Regions from separate parts of the Mus musculus genome. Here region 2 is linked to region 1. A link is a contact called in public Hi-C data. All regions are on one chromosome and are shown on one strand. Each heading gives the region's core, a stretch centred on a gene start, on an enhancer-like site or on the middle of the called end of the contact. The rest is flanking DNA. Distances are from core to core; before and after follow the strand shown. Region 1 overlaps Gm12436 (a long non-coding RNA gene). Region 2 overlaps Plppr1 (phospholipid phosphatase related 1).

What was found. Hi-C and Micro-C count contacts between places; a contact is called where the count stands out from the background.
Region 2: a contact with region 1 is called in a Hi-C map of liver, with 7 times the contacts expected there. The contact joins two enhancer-like sites. A contact is called at or near these places in 2 of 39 promoter capture datasets (both in liver) and 3 of 484 Hi-C or Micro-C datasets (all in liver).

What each region holds. Positions count from the first base shown.
Region 1 is chr4:48,907,785-48,914,556 of GRCm38.p6, reverse strand. It overlaps Gm12436 (a long non-coding RNA gene), which reads right to left. Exons shown (of 4, transcript XR_390554.1): 2 at 216-344. Among named protein-coding and RNA genes, the nearest start is that of Gm12436, 13 kb to the right of the region's middle. Within about 2 kb of position 5,181, at least 3 of the 459 cell types and tissues checked have an H3K27ac peak or open chromatin away from gene starts, as enhancers often do. A contact at or near this core is called in liver, where this site is marked.
Region 2 is chr4:49,145,417-49,152,655 of GRCm38.p6, reverse strand. All of the region lies in intron 1 of Plppr1 (phospholipid phosphatase related 1), which reads right to left. Among named protein-coding and RNA genes, the nearest start is that of Plppr1, 90 kb to the right of the region's middle. Within about 2 kb of position 2,700, at least 6 of the 459 cell types and tissues checked have an H3K27ac peak or open chromatin away from gene starts, as enhancers often do. A contact at or near this core is called in liver, where this site is marked.

The sequences.
Region 1 (6,772 bases), core at 3,932-6,431:
TACCCCATAAGATGTACATTATTCTAATCGAAAAATATAGCAAATGCAGATCTGTATCATGTTAAACTATTTTATCATGAATGTTTCAAATTCTTATGTTTCCCATGCAGAAGAAATACCACTAGGGTTTTCATATTTTGTTTCACTAGGTTGTGAGCATTCCTTTAATAGTAACACACATAACTAAAAACGGGCTTTTTTTAGTGAGGACACACCTTTTGCTTTGTACTTCCAAGTGTTCCCAACTTGTCCTTCCAAGTTGTACCAGTGTGCGACCCTCTTCAGAAGCAGCTGCCAGACTCAGGGTTCCATCTTTCAAATTCACAAGTTAAATAGTATCAACTCTTTTTTAAAAAAAAATAGAAAAAAGAAAAGAAAAAACTTTACTACCACATCAATTAAATCCCACCTTATATTCTCCATTAAAAATTACTTCTAAATAAAAAATAATAATAAAAAAATTACTTCTTTGAATTATTCTAAAACTTTCCTGAAAAGCTCCAGGAGAATTTGGATCAAATTCTAATGTGATGGTTGTTGAAAGCAATTTGAGAATTAACATTTTTTTCACTCACTATCAACTTGTTTTTATTTTTTCTTGTATCCTTTACATACAATGCATAGAATAATTTTACTCTTATAAAAATAATCACTGCATGGTGGGTGGGCAGGAGACACTATGATTAGCAAGTATGTGGTGGAAAGTTTTGTGCACCATGAAGAGAGGAGAAAGTGTAAACTGGAGGGTGGTGATGAGCAGCCTGATGTGAGTAACCTGCCAATGCTGCAGCAGAGGGCCACTTATAAGTCTGGACCACTTATTAGCCCTGCAGTGGTCCATAACTGGTCCATGTTACCACCAAAGACTATGTGGACATCCCTAATCTGGGCTGCAGCCTGGGGCCAAGTTAAAGTCTAAGTAGCTGAGGCACTCAGGAGAGTTGACCCTGCCCCTCGACAACCCAGCAGTGACACGGGCACAGGACAGATGTCCCCCAGCCCCTCTCTGACTTCAGTAGGTAGGAGAGCCAGCCCCACCCCTTTGCTGGCTACAGCACTAGGGAGAGCGGCTCCACACCTCACCTGGTCAGCACAGTAGAGCTGGTCCTGGTGTCATGGATGTGGGTAAGCCAGACTGAGATATGAGTATGGGAGAGCTGGCCCTGCTCTATCTGGTCTTGCTGTCGAGGGGACAGGAGTGTTGGAGGGCTAACCAACTCAGTTTCCACCCAGTCCTAGGCCAATGCCTCTGAGTTGGCCCACTCCAGCATTTATTCATCTGTGAACTGCTGGAGCACATGAAGGTAAGGATCCAGTAACTCCAAAGGGATCTCCATGGCACAGGGCACAAACAGGATATCCAAGAAAAGTCCCAGTGAGGATTCAATATTGATAGTGTGGCAGAAGCCAGAGGCCTCAAAACAGACCAATGACTCATTGCAATGGACATTTGCAATTAAAACGTGTAGACAAAGGGTATACTATATGACACACAACAGCTTCCACAGTGAGATTTTTCTTTTAAATAACTTGTTTGTTTGTTTGCAAAGGTGAAGGGCAGATATGGAGTGACAGGGAGATGCATGGGATTGGGATTTATAATGGGAAATTCACAAAGAAGCAATAAAAAGTTTAAAGAACTAACATAAGTTAAATTCACCTTTAATGGCAAATAATAATGGTGTATGCATTTGTGATATAGTGTGGTAATTTGATTCATGTATATGATATACTTTAGGTCACATCAGTGTGCCTAATATTTTCATCCCCTTAAATAGTTGTCACATATGTATTCATAGCCTATCAGCTCCTGATATTTAGGACTTTTATGAGATATATAGTGAGCCAGTAATCTACAACTCTATACTAGGGGTGACTTGTCCTACCTACCTGGACTTTGGTGTCAGCTCTCCACCTCCCTCTCCCCTCCTCCTGTCCCTTCCTTGCCCCTGGGAACCACTGTTTTACATCTTTTTATCATGAGCTCAATTAATACTCATCTGCTTCTCTTTAACTTAAACAGACAGTACCGTTGCTCTTGATAATACAAGTCTCTTGAACAACTCTATTCTCCAAGATTTCTAAATCCACCTTTAAAGAACGACTATCAAGAACATTGAGGATCTGGTTAGCTGTGACAGACTAGTCCCCCCAAAAGGTCACTAATTCTTTGAACCCACAGAAAAGACCCTGGAAACTGTATGGGTAATTTTGAGTAGATTTCAAAGTTTCTATTTTTAAAAAATGGTTTTACTATTAAGTCGGCTGCAGTTCCACAATGTTTTAGAGCCTGATTATCAATTTCAACACAAAAAGGTTTCAAGGAAACTGTCCAGGGTAATGAGGAATTCGAGGATGATTGGTGGTTTCTAGTAGAAAGTCAGCCTTTCAGTCCATGAGAACAGCATCTTGTTCTATTTGTTAAAGGTGACTTTCATTTCTATAACTCTCGTTTAATAGTCAGATATCATATGTGTGTACTTTGCTGTATTATTAATCATTTTATATTTTGTGAAGACACTGGGTTTGATGAGTTTTTATCAAAACTATTGTTGAATCTTGTTGAATACTTGTGCATCTGAGATAATGACTGCATTATTTTTTTCCTATTTAATCTCTTTGCATTAGATTGAGTTAAACCACCTTTATATCCTAGTGAGATACACACGCACGCACGCACGTACCTGTTTGTTCTTAACTACTTTCAAGCCATAATTATCATGTTTTTGTTTCCTTTTTTTCTCAAATTAAAATTACAGAAGCTACACATGTCCTCTTGTCTATTCTGAGCTTTAATCCAGATACTGAGAGGGGAATGGCATGTAAAAGTTATAAATGAAATCCCTGCTTTTTTCAAACTTAAAGATTATGGGAAAAAAAGACTAAATAATAGAAAGTAATAAAGAAAAAAACATTTTAAAAACTGTGTGATAGAGAATCATATGACATAATTTTCAGCACACAAAATGCAATCTCACATCTGGTTGAAGAGTAAGGTAATCATGGCCACCTCATGACATTTCAAATTTAGCAGTGGGACAGTCTCAGCACACAAATTCATGATTAATTCAGTAAAATCTGAAAAACATACCACCTTCGCTGTCTACTCTGTGTTCTCTGGTGCCTTCTTTTACCTAAGATGGGATTCCCCTGCAGTCACAATTAGCCTTCTAGTGAGCTCATTTTTATGGGTTGCTTTATTCAGTTTGGAAATTTTGGAAAACTAAACTCACCACATGTCCCGACAGTGACATTTCTCTGGGTGATTCCAGTACTGCTACTAAGCTGCACCTCACTTGGTTCAGAAGGCAGGTGTGAGGCATTACCCATTACTCGGCTATTTCTTCTGATGAGCAGAGTCACTGGCAGGAGTTTTCTCTAAAGATGTGGCCATTTTCCAGTTCCCTGCTCTTAGAGTTATGGGCAGAGACTAAAGAGGCACTGTTGACCTTGTTTAATCCATAAACCAGGGCTGTGACTTCCACAGCCTAGCTCCCTGTGTTCTTGAGTCTGTTGCCAAGTTCAGAGGTAAAAGTAGGGTTTTTTCCCCACATTTTTATTAGATATTTTCTTAATTTACATTTCAAATGCTATCCCCAAAGTCCCCTATACCCTCCCCACCTCCCGCCCTGCTCCCCTACCCACTCATTCCCACTTCTTGGCCCTGGCATTCCCCTGTACTCGGAGCATATAAAGTTTGCTAGACCAAAGGGCCTCTCTTCCCAATGATGGCCGACTAGGCCATCTTCTGCTACATATGCAGCTAGAGATACTAGCTCTAGGGGTACTGGTTAGTTCATATTGTTGTTCCACCTATAGGGTTGCAGAGCCCTTCAGCTCTTAGGTACTTTCTCTAGCTCCTATATTGGAGGCCCTGTGTTCCATCCTATAGATGACTGTGAGCATCCACTTCTGTATTTGTCAGGCACTGGCAAAGCCTCACAGGAGACAGCTATATCAGGGTCCCTTCAGCAAAATCTTGCTGGTGTATGCAATAGTTGTCTGCGTTTGGTGGCTGATTATGGGATGGACCCCTGGGTGGGGCAGTCTCTGGATGGTCCAAACTTTCGTCTTAGGTAATAAGGACACATGCTTCACTCTGTTCATAGCAGCCCTATTTATAATAGCCAGAAGCTGGAAAGAACCCAGATGTCCCTCAACAGAGGAATGGATACAGAAATTGTGGTACATTTACACAATAGAGTACTACTCAGCTATTAAAAACAATGAATTTATGAAATTCTTGGGCAAATGGATGTATCTGGAGGATATCATCCTGAATGAGGTAACCCAATCACAAAAGAAGTCCCTTGATATGCACTCACTGATAAGAGGATATTAGCCCAGAAACCTAGAATACCCAAGATACAACTTCCAAAACACAAGAAAATCAAGAAGGAATACCAACATGTGGATACTTCATTCCTTCCTAGAATGTGGAATAAAATATCCATGGAAGGAGTTGCAGAGACAAAAGTAGGGTCTTAATTCTGACACATCTTCAGAAGTGGCCTCAGGGGCACCATCTGTCCTGGTGGGTTGATGCACTATTTGTCTGAGAGTTGTTTCTGAAAGGCTAGTCTAGAATCTTTGTATTAAGGTTCTTTCTTCACAAAATACTCATTGTAGTTACCTTCAAAGTAAAGCAGCTTGTATAAGAACCTAGATGTCCTCACTGTGTGTCACATAAGCTTACTGGCCCCACTAGAGAAGCCTTTGCCCTCCTGAAATTTTTTTCAAAGGGGAAACATAAATTTTCAAAGGATCCATCAAGGTGTTTTGAGGGAAAAGTCAGCTCTGGGCCTGACCTTTGCCTACAGAGTTCTGATAGATCTTGAACAGTGCCTGTTATGTAAGAACTGTAATGTTTCCCCTGCCTCATTTCCCTCCTGGGGGCCTCATTTCAGTGCTCAAAAACTAAAACTAGCAAACCAGAAGAGGAGTAAGCATGCAGGACAGAGAGAACTAAATCCCACAGCTTCTAGTCTCTTCTCCACTTGCAAGGTGGCTGCCATGCAGAGGCAGACTTGAGTAGGGAGAGAAGGCTCTACTCTGAACAAAAATTAAATTCACCACTCTTATAACAGACATAATTATTGAACTGTGTTGCTTGGCTTAAATTGACCTTTGGATCTCCTATTATGCAAGAATAAATATTGATCTTATTAGCCTGCTAGAATCCAAGTGAGATGGTAGGAAAAAAACTCATGTGGTAAGCTTGAAAATAAACTAGGGCTCTAAAATGAAACCCTGTTTCATGCCATGCACGGTGCTGGCTCATTTTCAAGGCAATGGCCTTGAACTTCCTGATAGTTACCCTATTAAAAAGAGCAAAATATAATGCTCTTGCTCAGTCTGCCATCTTTTCCCGCATCTTTTTCCTACATTCTCTTGCTTGCTATAAGATAAACTTGTGACATTCCCTAGCCTTCCAACAATTGCTTGTCTCTTGAGTGAGAGGCCACAGCTTGTCACTGCACTCAGAGAATGAATGCTGCATGAGATGATAACATATTTTATTATCAAGGTTAGTTGTTACCTTCAACTGTCAAGGTGCAATCAATAATCTCTCCTCATAAGATTGTTGTGTGTGTTACATTGATTAATATTTGAGAAGATACTTCACAGAGACCAAGACACATAGAGGCCTCTTGGTTGACTCTGCACCAGATTTGAACATGACTTCATGCAGCTCTGTCTCTGAAGCCCAGACTATAAATGCCAAAGGTCTCAAGGTGCACATCATAAACTATCATCTAGCCACCAAGCATCAAAACTCACTTGGATTAACTGAGCATCATCTGACAAAGAGAAAAGTGGATGCTGGGAAGAAGATGAATGCTTGAAGAAAATTAAGCCTGATTGGTAATCAATAGTACAGCTAATCACTTCCCATGAAAGAAATTTACTTTTTACTGAAAATGAATAAGTTGCTCCTAATGTTAAGATGTATCACTGCATTAATATAACTTCAGTGAAATCCCATTAACTTTCTTTGCCTCACTTCCTCTTTCTTTAAAATGGTGGTTATGGTTCTACTTGATGGCTTTTATGACTGCCAAATTAAAAGTTATGTTCCCTATGGGGAAGCTGGACTTGTGGATTTTAATAACATCTTTCTCTCTGTGCAACATTGCTAGCAATAGGAACTTCCGAGGACTTGCACATGGGTGCAACTGCATACTGGTGTGGTGGAGATTATATTTATGAGTTTGTGTAAAATAGCATTAATAATGTCCCTTGTCTACCATATGGCTCAGAAACTGTTTCCTTCTATAGTTTGCAAAAGGAAATCATTCCTATAACTTTGTGAACAACCTTCAAAACTAATTTGAATGGGATCAGAGAGAATTGCAGCAATAATAATGGACATACAGGGGGTGATTTAGAAAATCAAGTCTGAGGTTTCATGGTTGGAGAAATAAAAATAAGTCCCAGGTGTTGCCAGACCGTGTGTACAGAGATCATGACTGCAGGAAGCAGAGTTGCCTAAACCACCCCCCAAGAAAGTTGTTTTCCTTGACATCTGGTTTCAAAGCAAAAATTACAACTAATGAAACTGACCTTTAGTCTCTAAGCAAGTCTACACATGAAGGTAACAGATTTTTCCAAAGTCCGCTTTTGTCTGGGGCTTCTTTCGTAAGCTATCTAATGTAGTTAACATTATGTCCAGAAGCAAAGACACTCTCCTGAAGTCACCCACAGTGATATTTACATTGCATTGTACTAGAAGTTGGGTGTTCAGGACTAAGAATGTATGTCTAAAATCCTC
Region 2 (7,239 bases), core at 1,451-3,950, 240 kb before region 1:
AAAACTCACAGATTTGGCTAGATTAGCTGACCAATGAGCCCCCCAAATATCTTCTGTGTCGATCTCATTTGGATTATACATACAGACCACCACACTCAGATCTTTATGTGGATGCTTGCTAGGGAAGCACTTTACCAACTGGGCCAACTCCTGAGGCCTTGGCTTCACACCCTCCCTGTAGCATCAGTAGCAGTTTTTATATTGCTCTCTAATGTCGACTAGTGCCACTGAAATGCAACTTTATCTCTGAAATGCAGCTTTATCTCAAATAGTAGGTACCCAGAACCCCCAAAAATGTTCCAGGCATTTACTCCCCCATTCAGACACACTGTGCTTCACTTTCTCCTTAATTTCTCTCCCTCTCTTGTTGTATTTATTCAATTTTGTCTCAGCCACTTTTTCTAGAATGGCAAACCTGGTTCCTGCTGTGTCCCTCTAAGTTCATTCGCCCATGGGCAGTTGTTTTTATTCTGCTCATCCCCAGCTCAGCTTCTCTAAACCTTGAAGTTTAGAACCTGACCAGCTAACACCCATGTCCTGTCTACGAGGTTTTACCTAAGATCCCTGGGGGTCATGGCCCATGGCAGTCACTGTTTGCCTTCAACACCTCCCTGCCTGCCTGTATCCTAAGACAGTAGTAAGCAATCAAAGCTGTCACAGCTATATCATATCTTAAGAAGCTTCCCTGGTCTACTCGGAGCCCTCTTTGAGCAGTTGCTTTTATTTTCTTTCACTCACGGGCCACCAGATGGATTGTTCCCCTATGTGTCCATAATAATCATTGCTGGACGTGAACATTTTATCTCCATTGACAGTCCTAGTAAAGTAGCTCTTAACAAGAGTTAGCCTCGGAATCAGGGAGCCCCACTCAATTTGAGAAGAAGTCGATTACACTGCAGTGGTTATGAGAATACTGGTAGATTAATGCCCACAATGTGCCAGGTTCTTCATGTCACTGCACGCTTCCAACTCCCTTCTGACAGTTTAACTTAAAGTTCAATTTAAGGGAGATTAAGGGATTTCCTTGAGGTTTTTCACTCACCCCATGTCAGAGCCTGGCCTTGGAAATATGTATTTGTTGCCCATTGTTTTAGAGTTCCAATTATTGGGATGAAACATCATGACCGAAAGCATTGTGTGTGTGTGTGTGTGTGTGTGTGTGTGTGTGTGTGTGTTATTTAGCTTGTATTTCTGTATCACAGTTCATTAGTAGAAGCAGTCAGAGCAAGAACTGAAAGGGAGCAGGATCCTAAAGGCAGGAACTGGTGCAGAGATCATGGAGGAGTGGTACTCCAGGCCTGCTCCTCCTGGCTTGCTCAGCCTGTTTTCTTATAGAACCCAGGACCACCTGTTCAGGGCGGTGCCACCCGTAAGCAACTGGGTCCTCCCACATCAATTACTGATTCAGAAATGCTCTGCAGCCTGAGGTTTTTCCTCAACTGAGGTTTCCTTTTCTCTGATGACCAGTTTGTGTCAGGTTGACAGAAAAACTAGCCTGCACCACCCACCCCCACTCCTCTTTGGTATGACTGTGTATCATCCTATCTGAATTTGGATTCTAGATGATACTAACTTCTGGCCACAGGGCCACATTTGGGTTTTTAATGACTTCAAAGGAATATTCAAAGGCTCGTGATTCTATAGGATCTCCTTTTATATTCTTTGGAAATGTTTGAGGGGCTTGAAAGGCATCTAAGAGCCACAGTGAAATAGCGAGGATTATTTAGAACTCAGCATTAAGTGATTACCCTCATAGAGTGACTCACTATTCTTGTTGTTATTATTGTCACTCCTGGCTGAACGTAAAAAAGTTCTATGAGTAGAAAAAAGCAAGAGATCTTCTCATTAAGACAGGATATTGCTAAGTGTATATTCAAGCTATACGGCAAGAAGCATGACACACATAAGCCATATGGTCTATGCACACATTTCACCAGCAGGTTGTAAGCAACGGTTGCTAAAAGGGGCTATTATACAATATGGTTTTTTTGTGTCTCTCACATCTATGGATTTTTTTTTTACTCTCAATTCCTTGTCCTTTCATATTCCCCAATAGGGGAAAACACATATCTTTTCATCTCAACTGGCAATTTGCACTTCCGAATGTAAAATTTTCAAAAGCATTTATGTGCCCACATCTGTTGCATTCATCACCATAACCCCAGTGTTTGGCCCCTGGTAGGAACTCAATAAATAATTGTGTAATTTAAATCAGGTTCCATTTCCACAATGATCACAGCTGCCCTCTTAGGCTAAATTTATGCAAGTTGATGAAGCTATGTGTGAACACAGATAGATGTAAATGTAAGGCTGTTCTCTCCCATACATTATCCCCCAGGAGTGAGCAGGCCTCTTGGTTGTATGAGGCTTTGCTGTGGAAATGGTGGAAATGAAAGTCTTTCCTGCATTGCCAATTGGGCAGAATGTACAGAGTCTAGCATCGGCAGGCAGGCAGGCTCCTGGGTACAATGCTACAGGTACCTGGAGAGCCATCCCTAGCAACTGCTGGGCTCAGCCTAGTTGGGAAATATAATGAACTGAAAGAGTTGGCAACATAAAAGGAGACCTTCTTCACCACCTCTAAGAAGTACTGAGTAGTTAATCAAGGCAGATCATTTAAAACAACCCTCAGGTCCCTCCTGTGTTTATCAGCTTCCCCCTGCTGTGCTTTTCAATGAGAGCAGGAAAAAGAGTAACCCCTTGCTGGCCATTCCAGTCCTCATTAAATTGAGGCCAGCACAGTCAAGTACCAGGTACTTAGTCAGACATAGGCAGACGCTCAAAGACTCCATCCTGGAACCAGGTCAAGTTCACACTCCAGTTCCCACTGCTTCTTACATCCAGATCAACCTTTTTCACCCTTAGGCTGAGCCAACTCCTCACCTTCCTGCTTCCTGATGGGATTCTAGAAAGATACTGAAGGGAAAAGCAGAGTGGGGCCTTGCTCTGGTATCCCCACTCCTACCTCCCTCTCCACAGGGTCACCTGCATCAATCATAGTCCCTGCCCACAGGTTTTCTGTCAGTAAGGCTCTCCACACAGCACTGTCTATTGACCACTGAATTTCAGACCTCCGTCCTCTAGTTACATCCAGGCATACTCTATGTAGGGTTGTTATCCTGCCTGATCCACCATTTTCTGTATGAGATGTGGCAGGTTAATATTTAACTTCTCTGCTTACTTATGCTGGGAATGGCACCAGTTCCCAAGTCACATGGGTGTCGTGAGAACAAAATAACACATTTATAGCAGTTAGAACAGGGCTCAATGAAATATTAATTACTGTTATTACAGAAGCTCAGCTTGGCAAGATTCCTGGTTTTAGCCTCAGATTTGACCTTAATCTCCCATTCCCACTCTTTTATAACAAAGGAAAATAACTGTGCAGATACTTTTTTTTTAATGTCATCTCTTATTTATCTTTAACATATTACGTGAAACAAGTTAATCTATTTTTTTTTCAGGATCCTATAAGAAATTAAACTGCTAACATGGTCTTGTCCAACCCAAAGCCACAGGGAGGTCAGGTTCAAAGCCTGAAGTAAGGTCAGTCAGGGCCTCCTGAATTTTAATCTAGAGAAGTCCCCTTGGTGTCCATCTCGGGGGTGACAGCACTGATGGATTGGCAGTCACTACCAGAACATTGTGTTCAAAAATAGTGATGAAAGAGGAGTGCTGTGATTGATTACCAAGGTCTGCCAAGGGCACATAGGTTGAAATGATGACATCAGTGCCCTTGTTCTTTGTTTACTGGTCCACTCTACCTTCCCAAAGAATTAGACGAGTAATTCTTCAGCAGATATTGATAAAGCAACTTCTCTTTGTAAGCATCACAGGAGAAGGTGGAACACACATTGGGCCTTTGGACCTACTCTATCTTTGTCTCTGGTAGTTTATAATCTAGGCAGAAAGTCAAAGAAGAGAGTGACGCCCCTATTAACTCAATAGTAATTGAAAAGTGGAAAAGTTTACTGTCCCTGTTATTCACTGGTACTTTAGTAAGCACTGGAGAGTTGAAAAGAACATAACTGCACTGATATAAGGAGTCTATGAAGCAAGGGTAAGATAGCACATAGAACAAGAGGAGTTTCTACAAGTTCTGTGGGAGGGAGCTGAGTCCAAGCTCAGTTTCAGAATGGCGTGTCAGATACGCCCTGCAGGAGAGGATTGTCTGAGTGCTCAGAAAGGTGCTGACAACACAGTTCTTAATACACACCTTTCCAGTGTAGAGTCAGACATATGGTCTCTCCCTTCCCGCTATCACAAGTTTTGGGCTCTGAGACCAAACATGTCTGTACTCAGAACTTAAACACTCAATTTAATGTTCAGGGAACTGAATATCAAGTTTGCTTGATGAAATTTATGATGAGAGTGAATACTTTTAAGTCAAGATTTCTGACCCATTGAGTCCCAATAATTACCCAATAATTAGTGTCCAATTCAGTTATAGATTATACACCCTGCTACAAGTAGCTTCCTTATTCAGGTAGGTATTGGGATAGCTAATCTTGGTTGTCAATTAGACCATATCTTGAATCAACTAAACTCATACCGCTGGGAACTCCTGTGAGGGAGTCTCATGACTGGATCATTTGAAGTAAGAAAAAACCTCCCTAAATCTGGGCACACCTTCTGGTGGCAGCTTGCATAAAACAGCATGGCAAAAGGAAGCTTTTGCTTTTTGCCTGTTTGCCCCCATTTCTCTGGAAGGTTCAGCTATCCTGCTGCTAAGGCATTTCTCTGCTGGTGTTAAAACCTACTTCTTCAGGATTGCAAAGTAAAGTGAAGGCCAGCAGCGCTGGGAATCCTTCAGGCCTCCAGCACTAACTTGGCCCTGACTCAATTCTTGGTCTTTCTGTCAAGAGACAGACAGACATTCTACCCAAGTCGGAGCCTGTGAGTCAGTTAGATAAATCACTGAGTGTGTGTGTGTGTGTGTGTGTGTGTGTGTGTGTGTGTGTGTGTGTGGTGTGTGTGTTATGAGAGATGATAGATAGATAGATAGATAGATAGATAGATAGATAGATAGATAGATAGATAGATAGATAGATAGATCTCATGTCCTTTTCCATGTTTATATGTGGTGGAACTCTCTGGTACAGTGATTGATGTGAGTAGAGGCCAGAAATGGATTTTGGGTGTATTTCTCTATGACTCTCCACTTTCTTTTGTGAGACAGCATCTCTCACTGAAACTGGAACTTACCAGACTGGCTGGCCGTGAACCCTGGTCCTGTCTACCCCACCCTGTCCACATTGCTGGAGTTATTGAATGTTGTCTCTAAGTTTGGCTCTGATGTGAGTTCTCGGTACTGACCTCAGGTTCTTACACTTGCAAGGTAAGCTCTGTGCCCACTGAATTCTGTTTACCCTACACCCCACACCCAGATCTTGATGCTCTCCCAGCTTTTCAATGGTGCATAATCTCAGATTGCTGTCTTCCCTCCAGGACACCTCCATTGCTCTGTATCTCGTCTCCTGTGAGGATATCTACAGTGCTCTGTTGTCTGCCAAGACATTGTCTTCATGCATCCTCTCCAAAATGATGTTTTCTGTTTATAGGTCTTTTTCTCTTCCATTGCCTCTGTGGCTAAACCTGCCAAGCCTTCCCTCCATTACTGCTGGACATAGAGGTCTTTTTTGTTTGTTTCATCATTTAACCAGATGAATAAACAAACAAACAAATACAAAACAACAATAACAAATCATCAAGGGCATACATTTCTACAGAAGTATGCTTCTTAAAATAAACATTTTCTTTTGATTTGTTAATCAATATTATGAGAAGAATTATTCTTCTTTCATAGCTAAAAAACAACACAAAGCTTCAATCACAGCATAAAATAGACTCTAATATTCTCTGCTTTTTCTTAATATCACTACATTTTCCTCCAAGCAGATTCAGTTCGGCAATATTTAAGGAGTTGTAAAAATTCACATTACAAATGTAAATTGCAGTTTCATTGGTATATTTGAATTTTGATTTGTAAAGATCTTGGAATGGTACATTCTCTAGTTCATACTACGGGAAATCCATTTCCTTCAGGAAATTAAAAATTATAAATTACAATCATATATTCCTTACTGTTAGCACTCTCTGGTTTCTCTAGAGAGCACTTCGCACTGCATGGAGGTACAGATGTCTACATCACTTATTGATACCTAATGTTTTGTTTGGGTTTGTATGAGTCACAATCACCGTGTTCATGCAGGAAGGTATGTTTGTGTCCTTGTGGTGAGGGAGGGATAAAATATGCAGGGGCTCATGCTGTGGTTCAGGCTTCTATTGCTGTGATAAAATGCAATGATCAAAAGCAACTTAAGGAGGAAAGGATTTATTTCCAGCTTTGAGTGCATCACCCAGAGAACTCAAGGCAGGGACTGATACAGGAACTGATACAGGAACTGATGCAGAGGCCACAAAGGAATACTACTCACTGGTTTGTTCTTACTGGCTTGCTCTCAGTGGCTTACTGAGCCTGCTTTCTTACAGTTTCCAAGACCACCAGCCTAAGGATGGCACCACCCTCAATGAGCTTAGCTCACTCTACAAACATCAAACAAGAAAATACACCATAAGCTTGCCACTGGGCCATTATGACACAGACATGTTTATTGGCTGAAGTTTTCTCTTCACAGTAACTCTGACTTGTATCAAGTTGACATGAAAACTAGCCAGCATAGCTCAATGTGTGACTCGAATTCTTTTCATTACTTTGTTGCCCATTTCTATCACTCTGGCACCTTTGTGAACCTCAGATTCTACAACTAAAAGAACAAGACAGCAATGGATAGTACTCTAAGCATGTAACAATTGTCTACAAATAGCTATTTCTTTTAAGATTTCTGATCTTCCACTGTAAGAGCAAATCTCTTAAAAGGCTCACCTGTCAATAAAAATTGGCCTATGGCCAATGAGCTGAAGCAGGAAATAGGTGGTGGGATACTGGCAGGGAGAGAAAGGATTCTGAGAAATCGGAGAGATATAAAGGAGAGACACAGGGGGATACAGAGAAAGATGGAAAGGAAGACGTGGACCAGGACTGAAGGGGAGGTAACTAACCACGTGGAAGGCAGAATAGTTTAAATGGTTAAGTAAGTCATAGCTAGTCAGGGGAGGAGCCAAAGCTTATGGCCTAGACATTTAATAATAAATAATTAGTCTCAGAGACTAGTTTTATTTTATTTATTAATTTAATTTGCTCATTCCAGGAGCAAAACCTGGGAAAGAAATATGGAT